2 separate regions of the Sus scrofa genome follow, and region 1 is linked to region 2. Evidence: chromatin contacts called from public Hi-C data. All regions are on one chromosome and are shown on one strand. The core of a region is the stretch at or near the end of the contact, and the rest is flanking DNA. Distances in the headings are between cores, read along the strand shown. Region 1 overlaps CHRM2 (cholinergic receptor, muscarinic 2). Region 2 has its middle 160 kb from the start of MIR490-1.

Region 1 (5,737 bases), core at 2,631-5,130, 64 kb after region 2:
TTTATAAATATTGAACTAAAGATCACATTAATTAAGCTATTGAGATTCAAACCCAGAGTATTTGAGTCCAGACTATGACAAGTATTCATTGTTTGCCTGAGGAACAGTTTACTGGCCAACAGTGGCCAGTGTGAGCTCCACAAGTTTATCCCTTTGACCTAACCCAAGTTCAAGATAAGTCCTTGAATTTGACAACAGAGGATCACTGTGTTCAGGCCAATATCGCAATTTTGGAAAGGAGATGTTCACAAGATAAATAGTATGTGAGGTTCTGCACATGAAAATATACGACGTTTAAAATTTAAAATGTTTTTTCTAAAAGCAATCATCAAAAACATGTGGATTGATCTCTAACCTCTTACAAAACTATTCACATCAATTACACAGAAGGTCTAACATTGACAATAAATATGTTTTTGAACTGCTACAGAAAAAAATGCTAATTTAAATGATTTTTTAAAAAATTTCTAATATATATTTGGATACACAGTGGAAAGTTGATATAATAAATGGGATTTTCTTCACATTCTTCCCAAGTCAGTAAGCAGGCTTGATATATAATGATCACTTTCAGAAGTACATCCACAACATAATAAGCTAATAAAAAATTTATCAATACATGAGCAGCCTAAATGCTAAAAGGCCTAAATGCTAAAAATTTCTGCACATTATGTTATTTAATTCTCACAATAGCTTGAAAATAATAATCATCTTTTCTAGCTTTGTAGATGACAATGTTCAGCATGCTGGCAATTACTAGGGTCAGGGTCCAAATTTAGGTATCTGATTCCTAGGGTCATACCAGGAAACACCTGATTTATTAAAAAAAAAAAAAAGCTTTCTAGAAGAATTTAAAAAGTCAGAAAACAAAGGAGCCCATGATTGACAACAAGTAGAATCAAGGGAAAGAAGACATATCACTGCAGAAAAGAACTTTAGAACAAGAAATCGAGAGGAATTCACATAAACTTAAATTTATGATTGTTTATATTTACTTAACTTTTGTTTTAAAAATGTAATCTTAGTTTACATGGTTTTTATAGATTTTCTAATTTCTGCTGCCATTTAAACACATTACCAAAAATGGCAAGGTTTTCTGGGTTTTCTTTGTCCCTCCCTTTCACACATTGATCTCCTAGAAGCAGCCTTATGATTGAGCAAATACTAGGGATAAAATCACTAGACTCACCAGTGTTGCCTGAAATTCTCTCAACTGATAGAGTAATAAGGCCTATTTTAACTTTTTAAGTTGTGTGTATAAGGACTAAACATAACAGTCTGTTCTGAGACTTAAAGAAGCTCATTTTGACAATTATTATTCCTAGATATATAGATTTCAGTACAAAAATAACTAGTTATAAAAAACAGGAAAAAAACAAGGATACAATTAAAATATCAGATACTATCAATAGAAACAAGACTACTGGGAAAAAGCAACTACTAGATATAGTTTCAGAGCCTTTCTCATTATATCTGCCTTCAGAATAAAAGGGTAATTTTAAACTGTGTTATCATCAATCAGAAAGTAAATGAAGCTTGCTTATTTTTAATTTTATATGTTTCTAAGTGAATATAATATATAATAAATAATAATCTGATAAATTCTAACTGTAAAATTTCCCTGACACAGAAGACATGACAATTGAGATATATAGCTTACATTCTGTTTTAGATTTCCACACATTCACACAATCCCACTAATCTGTAAAACTTTTATACAGGTATTTAACAGGCCTTGAGATTGTTCCTACATCAGTGATCAATCACTCCTGCCATCAATGGTGCTGGAGAGAAAAAGAAAGAAAGAGGACTGGGGAGAGAGTTTTTAGGAAGTCTTGGGAAATAAAGTCCTCTTAAGAAAGGTTTCAATGTATAGAGTTTTGATGCTAATGCAGTGGATGGCATAATTCAAGACCCTTATGAATCTCGAACACCTTTCAATTTTACTTAAGGTAAAGAAGAGATTTGTTCTGGGGCTCAGGAGACAGTGCCACTCTGATAGCTGAAAATACTGACAGTGCACCTTCTGGTACTTTTTCAGTATCAGGCAGAAATGGAGTAAATTTCCACTTTTTTCTTTCTTTTATTTATCTTTTATTTTTGCTTTTTAGGGCAGCACCTGTGGCATATGGAAGTTTCTAGGCTAGGGGTCGAAATGGAGTTATAGCTGCTGGCCTACAGCCACAACCACAGCAACGCAGGATGTGAGCCACATCTGTGCCCTACACTGCAGCTCAGGGCAATCCTTAACCCACTGAGTGAGGCCAGAGATCGAACCAGCATCCTCATGGATACTAGTCGGTCTCATTACCGCTGAGCCACAATGGGAACTTCCTCTAGTTTTTTTTTCTTTAATCAGGTTTTAGGCTAATCTAAGTGACACTTTATAAGTCAGTCTACATATTGAGAGCTTTTTCATGAGCTCCTGGATCTTATTACATGAGCAGCCAAGGTGGGGACAGAAGGCACAGGGAACAATGGCAGCCCTGCTGGGAAACCACAGCTTTCTCTGTTTCTTTCTTGATTCTAAAACATCTTGTTCAATTCCTTTGTGAATAGATCTTCATATGCCTTGAAGGGCTATGGAGGATGGAAGTGAAGGAGTAATAAGTGACCAAACAAAATGAACATCGTTATCTACAAAGAGTGTATAATCCAGGGGACACACAAATTGTTGATGAAATTTCCAGCTACCTAAACCAAGTCTGGACCAATACAGGAAAAAGTGTCAAGGCTAAGAATCAATGTGGAAAGGCTGGTCAGATTGAGGTGAAAAAATTACAGAAAGCTTCCTAGAAACCTTTCGTAATGTTTCTATCTCTCTTTCTCTTTTTTTCTTTCCTTTCATTTGTTTGAGTGTGACATTTTTTTTTTTAATCTGTACTGAAGATTCCGCATTCTATTATATTTCTCAGGAAAGTGCAATGTACTCGGGTGGGCCTGGCAACCTGCAGGTTCAGAAACACAGAATAAGGCTTGGCTACTGATTTACCTACACCAAGATTTTAATTATACCTAAAAGGATGTGTTGAAAGTATTCTGGAAGCAACGTGTAGAGTTTTCCTCATTTAGAAAATTGCAGCACAGTACTGCAGAATTTATCAGGTATGCATTACATAAGATATTTGAAAAAAGAAAAAAAGGCCTTACTTATAACATTGCATTGATCAGGCCATACCCTTAAGGTTGGTGCATGTCACTATATATAAGCTGCACTTTTTTAAAAAAGGAAAAAAAAATGTAAAATCAAATCAGAGTGAAAGTAGCTGAAACAGCAATTTTATTCTCACATTAGCACAAATACAAAAGAATTCATGATTTTTTCCAGCATGAAAACCTTAAAGAATTTCCTAGCCCTTATTATGAGGTAAACATGCCTGCAGTTTGGCTGCCTGTCAAGCATAATACTATTCTTAGTGGTGCTGGGACAAATTTCCACTCCATGTTCGCCAAGCTCTCTTCTCCCTGCTTCAAAACACAACCTAAACAGCACTTACTCTAGAAAAATGTCATGACTAAGAGGGAAAGAAACCTAACAATGATTTAACTAGTACCCTTGTCCTTGTCTCTACGTCTGTGGCTCTTTCAGGTTATTTTTATTATTTTTGTAAACATGGTACACTTTCTGCCAAAAGAGAAAAGTGATCTGGACAATTATAAACAAAGCACAATCTGGAATAAACCACTCTTTCGACTTTTTCAAATGACATTCCATCAGAATAAGCACTGCAGCACCCTTTCTTTTCTGTACCAGCATTTAGACAGGGCTCTGATATTGATGATCAACATTGCCTAGTAAATGGGGCTGACAAAACAGTGCATGCTAGGCCAGACGACAGCAACAGTGGAGAAGGCTGTTATGTCCTCACAAGCAAGAGGAGTGAAAGGAAAATGGAAGCAATCCTCTAAGAGCTACTGAAAGTTGTATGTGATTAAGCAGCTGTATTTGAATTGGTGCCTGTGTCTTTCTTACTGTCTTGAGAAGTTGGAAATGTGTATAGTCGGCTTTTTGTATTTTGTTTTGTTTTCTCCTAAAATCGACAGGCTGCTGGTTTAATAACTCTAAATTAGTTAATTCATTGCTTGAATTAAACATGTGAATCAAATTTGCAGAGGGATTGAGGCTTGTTATGACTCTGACAGAAAATTCTAGAGGGAAAGCTGTTGTTCTAGAGAAGCTGAGCGATTCCAAACAATGAATCCCTTTAGGGATCCTTTTCAATGGTGCACGTGCCTTCTGCTGAGAGCTGAGGCTGAGCGCAAGCACAAGGCAACATGGAACTTTGCATAGCAGATCAAGGACAGCTTTGAAGAGAGGAATGAAAATTAGTTTAGGTTCAGAGAGAAGTTAAAGAAGTAAGTTAATAGTTTCCTCTAAAGAGTAGAGTGGAATTAAGAATAAACGTGATCAGAAGTTGTGGGAAGATTAAGAGGTACAGGAAGAAGTGAATTTCTTCTGACTCTAAGGAAAATACGTAACATAAATATTTAGATAAGACACTTATAACAGATAAGTAGAAAAAAGGACACTTAGTTGAAAAGGACATTTAGTTGTACTGAGGAATCTATTTCAAGCATGTCTCTGCTTAAAGTTACACTGTTTATATAGATAAAAAAGCCAATTAATGCAGGTGTTGCTCTTCATAAAATACACACAAGAGAAGTAAAGGTAAGTGGATTGTGTTTTATAAGCATGATTTTTTTGGTTATAACTTCTGAAAATAAACCCACCCATATGTGTGAGCCTAACAGCCATCAGCACTTCTGGTAGTGCTCCCTAGAACAGGTAGAGAGCCCAAATGAGCACATTCACCTCCATAAGGCTGAATCTTGGGCCCTTTAACTTCTCAATGTCAGAAGTGACACAGGCCTCATGTACTTATGATTCATACCAAATTCAATGACGCTATAAAAATAAAGTAGTAATGAAGTGTAGAGAGAAAGTAATGGGCAGCAACTATTTTTATTGTTTGCAATCGAAAGACAAAATGATTGTTTCCTCAGAGGCTGATTGCAGCCTATTTCTAGAACGGAGCGAAATGACCACAGTGTTATCCCACTCAAATGTGAAAAATGAGAGCGTGGAGAAGATGAAAGTCTTTACTAAATGGTCTAATGGCAATGGAGATGAGGAAACATAAAAAGCTACATCAACTCAGCAAAGATTTTTGTATCCGAAGCACTAATTTAGAGTTAAAATAAAGCAAGTTGGCCGGAGAGAATGAAGAACTTCATGTGGTAAATCAGGACAGTCAACTCTCCTACCTGCTTGGAATTAAACCCCTTTGCTGAGGATAAGCACAGGCGCAGTCATGCTACATAGGTGTGCTACATGTGTCATGCTGGTCATCACGTGCTGTCCCATCCTCTCTTCCTCCAATTCCATCCCCTTTCCTTTCCCAACACTACTATTTCAAGCCCAACTAAATACTTAAATACCCCCACTCCTCACCTTCAGACTCTCCAAACACGGACAAATCAGATCTCTCATTCCAACTGAGCTAAAATGATAGGCTTTAACCTTTCCTGTTCCCAGGGAGGCAGGTTCCATGTTGACGGAGCCCAGTAGGAAGGCTATGACAAAAATGACACTTCCTTTCTCAAACTATACCACCTTGGCGAGTAATTATCCTTCACACGCTTGATAGGCTTGCATCCCCACCATGCCATCTAGTAAAAAAAAAAAGCAGTTAAACTGCGAGCAGTTCACATTATAAAGGCATTTAAATACAATGTC
Region 2 (5,889 bases), core at 177-2,676:
ATCATAGTTAGAAGCTTAAACTCCAGAGTCAAAATAAAACTGTATACTCATCTTCGCAGTTAACTAGCTCTGTGACTTTTGAAAAGTTAGTTAACCTCTCTATGCATCATTTTTTCATCTGTTTAATGGAAATGATAACAGTGACTGTTCATAGACTTTCCATAATGTTAAAATGAGGTGATGTGTATAAAGAACTTAGCACAGTGCTTGGCTGATTAAGTGGCTCAAAATGAATTGACTATTTTTGCTATTATCATTATTTTCCACGATGACAAGGACTGTCTTTTAGACCTAGTGATTGGTTGATAGTAAAAGCTTAAAATATTTAGTAAATATATAAGAAATATTTATTTTTTCCTTTTTAAATTCAGTATCCAAGAAAAAAGTCATTTTAAATTAAAAAAGAGAAAAGCAAAAAAAAAACAAAAAAAACAAAAAACAAAATATAAAAAGAAAAAAACTCTTCCCTTCTGATCCTAGTAAATATGAGAGTAAAATCGGTAGTATCTTTAGAGAGAGAAGACATGCAAGTTAACTAGAGCATTAGCTTGCATTAATGCCAATGCTATAAAGACAATTCTCATAAAAACATGCAACAAGGATCCTTGGTGGCAAAGGTCATTACAGTACAATATTTACATTTGGTTTGAATTGCTGATACTTTCTAAAATATTACATATACTACATTCAAACGGGCACACAGCATTTTAAAGTAGTCGCTATTTTAGATTTTCCACTTTCTGCCTTTGTTGCGCAAATAAATTATCTCTTCTTACTAAGAGAATCTGCCTGTCCCTGATAGGCAAGAAATCCAGAAGTTCTGAGTCATTACCTTAGAGCTTGTTTGTAAATCAGTGACTGCTATCCTAGTTTGGATATTACTGTGGAAGAGTCATACCTATTTGGGGGAAAAATTGTTTCCCAGAAAAGAGAAACAAAGGAAAAATAAGATTTACTATAGCCTTCGTTGTTAACAATATTTTGGATTTCCTATTGCTTATTGTCTCAAATTCACCACCTGGCTTGCAAAGGCACAATGACAATGAAAATTATTATTATGTGCACTTATATAGAGCTCAAGGTATTTTCACAGTGATTTACAAGGTATTTTCACAGTGATTCATTTTTTTCCTGGCATTTCCAGTCTGAATGTAGACAAACAAGCACAGTCCTGCACATCTTGTGTGCATCATTGGTTCTTCCAGAATGCCTTGGATGTATCACAATGCAGCACAGTCAGGCTATGAAAACGCTGGTAAGTTGCTAAGGAAGGTGTGTTGTGCACTTTAATCAAGGGTGTTCTATTTTGGAAGATCCAGAGAAGAAACGTGTTACTACCATAATCTAGGGGACAACTGTGCCTCTCTTAAGCAAGTGAATTGTGGGGCCATCATGCACTACAGAATTGATTGGGTGTTCTTCTCTGTGCTTTTTTCCTCATCTATATCAAATTTATGATATTTTGCCATATTTTATGTGTCACTATAAACTACTTTAAATCCTTTTTAAATAAGGTGGTACATATTGATGTGTTTTCACAAAGAGTCTATTTGCTGTTCATTTCAGCCTTGTGAAATAGCCATATTTTTAATCCAATGTTATTTATCCACTCTGTTTTTTACTATGTTCCCCCTAAAAAGACATCTTCTGCAAAGTTTAAGGCTGACAAAGAACTGTGAGTGGGATTCTGTGCTTTGCAGTCCTGGATTCTGCTTTGTGTAACAGATCCCAAAAGTCGGCTTATGCAAGCAGGCAGCCCAGAATCTACGCCAGGAGTCTGTCTCTTCAGCACTGATTAATTCCTATGTCTAAAAGCCATGTGTTCACTGTGGATGATAAGCTTGTTTCACAAACATAAGCTAACCACAGTGAGTAAGTTTGGCATTAGTTCTACACAAACCCCAGCAAGAAGGATATTTGCCAAAAAGAAGGAGAAATTTCCTGCCAATTTAGACATGAATGAAATGTTTTGAGGCATCTGTAGACTTCTACATCCTAAACAGAGAAAACATACGTTATAAAGCTGATTTGAAATTTATTCATCCAAACTAGGTGCACTGAGGAACCCCAGATTCTAGGCTTGGGAAGTGGTCTAGGCTTGTCTTTAGGAGCAGATACATATAAATACAAGTAAATATAAAACCATTAAAAAGTCAAAGCATGCTATTGTGCAAATTCTGCCTCAAATATTTGTATACAAAGATAGACAGTGATACTCTTTGGCGTGAGATCTGTGGAAGTAATTATAGAATCCTGAAAATCTGCAGATCAATGTTCCTCTCCTCTATAAGAAAGGGAGATGAAAGAAAGGAAGGAAGGGAGGGAGGGAGGAAGAAAGAAAAGTCTGTGGAGAAGCCCCAACCCGCCGTGAGACCAACTCCATCATATTTCGGATCACGATAATCATTTTGTGTTCTAGTTTTACTTATTGCTGTAACTTAGGAAAAAATCTACCTCTTAGTTATCAAAAAGATTCATTTTCATAAATCTTGGTTTTTTTTCTGGAAGAGAAAAGTGACGTGAGATCACATGTATATGGCCCCATGAGAAACACAGTTTCGAGGTAGAAGGACACTTTGGGATTATTTACTGCATCTTCTTACCTGGGGAGAAAGTCCCACTGTTGCATCTCTGACCCTTGGTCATGGGGCATCTGTTGGCAAACACCAGCCATGAGAGACCAAGCCCATCCCCATGAGCACCACCGTCAGGAAGAAGGAGGCTGTTTCTTCCCTACACTATGGGCCATGATCTCCTTTTTTGCATGTATAGAAGTTCCTACCCTGGGATTCTGTGTGTTCTTACTCTTTGGAGCCGTCTAGGGATGGCATCTCATTTCTGCTCTATGAAAACCCTTTGAATAAATGGAAGAGCTTTAACAACTGCTTTACTACAATCCCAAGATAAGCCTTTGTATTTTTCCCTGTCTTTCTACACGTAGTGTGGTTTCTGGCACTTTCATCAATCTGATCACTCTTCTCTGAAGAGAATCAACCTGTTCATATATCCCCTAAAATGTAATTCTTCAGGTGGGGATGGGTCAGTTCAGGCTTCAGTGGGACTCCGACTTCCTGCCATTAAGTAACACAATGCTTCTATTGGCCTAAAACAGCCTTGCTTTTTAATAGCTTCATCAACATCATCTGCTTTTGTGGGAATTAGAGTTACAAAAGCTCTCTAAAATGTCTAAAAATTTTCCAAATAAAAGTTCTTTAGCCCATTAAAATTAGTTTTACCAAGTACATGATAGGGAGATTTCATGCTAAATCTAATAAATATTTTCAGAACTGCTTGTAAAACCAACCCCAAAAACTACTTGATTTTTTAAATTTGAAAATTTTAAAATGTTTTCATTAGAGTATAGTTGGTTTACAATGCTGTGCCAATTTCTGCTGTACAGCAAAGTGACCCAGTCATAAATAGATATGCATCCTTTTTCTCATATTATCTTCTATTATGATCTATCTGAAGAGACTGGATATGGTTCTCCATGCTACACAGTAGGACCTCATTGCTTCTCCATTCTAAATGTAATAGTTTGCATCCAACCAACCCCAAACACCCAGTCTCTCCCACTTTTCTCCCCCTTTCCCTTGGCAACCGTAAATCTATTCTCTATGTCTGTGAGTCTGTTTCTGTTTTGTAAATAGGTTCATTTGTGCCATAGTTTAGATTCCACATACAAGTGATATACAGTATTTGTCTTACTCCGATTTACTTCACTTAGTATGAGAGTCTCTAGTTGCATCTATGTTGCTGCAAATGGTATTATTTTGTCCTTTTTATGGCTGAGTAGTATTTCACTGTATATATGTACCACATCTTCCTAATCCATTCAGCTGTTCATGACCATGTAGGTTGCTTCCATGTCTTGGCTATTGTGAATATTGCTGCAACGAACACAGAGGTGCATCTTTTTCAATTATAGTTTTGTCTGGATATATGCTTGGGAGTGGGATTGCTGGATCATAGCATAGTTCTATTTTTAGTTATCTGCGGACTCTCCCTAATGTTTTCCAAAGTGGTTGTACCAATTTACATCCCTATCAACAGTGAAGGAGGGTTCCCTTTTCTCCACATCCTCTCCAGCCTTTGTTATTTGTAGACTTATTAATCATGACCATTCTGATTGGTGTGAGGTGGTACTTCATTGTAGTTTTGATTTGCATTTCTCTAATAATTAGTGATGGTGAATATTTTTCTTATGTTTCACTGGACATTTTGAATTACAGATTAATTATCCAAGTCTTGTAGATATGTCTTATTTTGAATTATCTTGGTGTGTCCTAAATATTTGTCCATAACTGGGGAATCTGGAGCTAGTGCCTTATTCACACATGGTATCAATAATCATCTCAAATGATAATATACATAAACAGAATACTGAGCAGAGATGATAATCTTCTGAAGAAGTTTTGTTTTTCCTCCGTAATGTTTTTTAAACTTACTCTAACAAATGATCCTCTTTCCTGTTCTTGACAACTTCATTGGCAACTTTCATAGCTTTTTTGGCCTTTTCAATTAATTTTTATTGTTTAAACTCTCCTTCTTAAAGGTCATCTCCTCCTCTCTTACAAGCACCAGGGAATCCCCAGCTAAGGCACTTGGAGTGGCCAGAGTGATTTTTTACACTTTAGTCCTAAGAAGGGGAAGGAACAGGAGAGTTGGGGTTGCTTTGGGACAGGGGTCATCCTCTTGTGTCAAAGGCCTAACGTCTTTGATGTTGAGGGCTGTGACAGAGAATAATGGAGATGAGTGATGCCATTTACACACTTTCCCAAGGTTATCATTACTTTGCCAAACATTGTGTTGGTCCTAGAGGCAGGGTCCTAGGGTCTGTATACTGAATCCTTCATGGAGAACTGATAACTCCCTCATGTCATATGGGAGATCTCTGTCTGGCTTGACCTATTTCACCACTGGCAGAAGATCCCATACCCTCTAGACATGCCCTTATCTAGCAGGCAGTTCTTGCAGGTGTTCACACTATGGCAGCTCACTGCCTACATGAACCATAGAAACATCATACATCCTTTATGTGCCCAAGAGTGAGCAAGCAGGCCATTTGCTCCTGCTCCCTCTCTTTACATAGCAATCTCTCCAGTTATCTCCTATGCCCTGTTTCTAAGGAAGTTCAGCAAGTATGTTGACTAGTGTGGATCAATGTGGAGAATGAGAAGCTAGTATCACTTGCTTGGAGACATCTTTAGTCTTGCTGAAGTCTCTTCCTTGGATTTTAGAAGGGGAGAGATGCCCAGCACCTTCCATTTCCCATCAGGAAAATGAGAAAATTGTGCTTTAGCAGCATCCATCACCTCATATAGATATAACATTAAAGAAATAGGAAAAATATTTTTCCTTGTGATGAGAAATTTCAGGGCTTACTCTCTTAACAATTTTCAGTTATAAGGTAGAGCAGTGTCAGTTATCTTTATCATGTTGTACATTACACCCCCAATAGTTATTTATCTTACAGCTGGAAGTTTGTACCTTCTGACCACCCACATCTAATTCCCCTCCCCTCACCCTCCCCTCTGGTGGCCACTAGTCTAATCTCTTTTTTCTATGATTTTGTGCATTTGTCCATTTGTTTTAGAGTATAATTAACCTAAAACACTGTGTTATTTCCTAGGACATAACATCATATTTTCTATATATTTCAAAATGATTACTATCATAGTCTGGTTTTCATCTGTCCTCTTACAAAGATACTGCATAATTATTGACTAAATTCCTCCCATTGTACATTTTTATGCTTGTGACTTATTTCTTTTGCAACTGAAAGTTAGTAACTCTTAATCTCCCTCACCTATTCCTCTCCTTCTCCCATCCTCCTATTTTCTAGCAACCACTTGTTTGTTCTGTATATCTATGGTTCTGCTTCTCTTT

Evidence for each region. A called contact is a pair of places that touch in the nucleus more often than the background predicts.
Region 1: a Hi-C map of fetal heart ventricle shows a contact between it and region 2, with 1.7 times the contacts expected there. The contact joins two enhancer-like sites. A contact is called at or near these places in 2 of 47 Hi-C or Micro-C datasets (fetal heart ventricle and heart right ventricle).

Annotation. Positions count from the first base shown.
Region 1 is chr18:12,467,216-12,472,952 of Sscrofa11.1, forward strand. The region is part of intron 1 of CHRM2 (cholinergic receptor, muscarinic 2); the gene reads right to left. Among named protein-coding and RNA genes, the nearest start is that of MIR490-1, 98 kb to the right of the region's middle. Within about 2 kb of position 3,881, at least 6 of the 83 cell types and tissues checked have an H3K27ac peak or open chromatin away from gene starts, as enhancers often do.
Region 2 is chr18:12,405,480-12,411,368 of Sscrofa11.1, forward strand. No RefSeq gene overlaps it. Among named protein-coding and RNA genes, the nearest start is that of MIR490-1, 160 kb to the right of the region's middle. Within about 2 kb of position 1,427, at least 2 of the 83 cell types and tissues checked have an H3K27ac peak or open chromatin away from gene starts, as enhancers often do.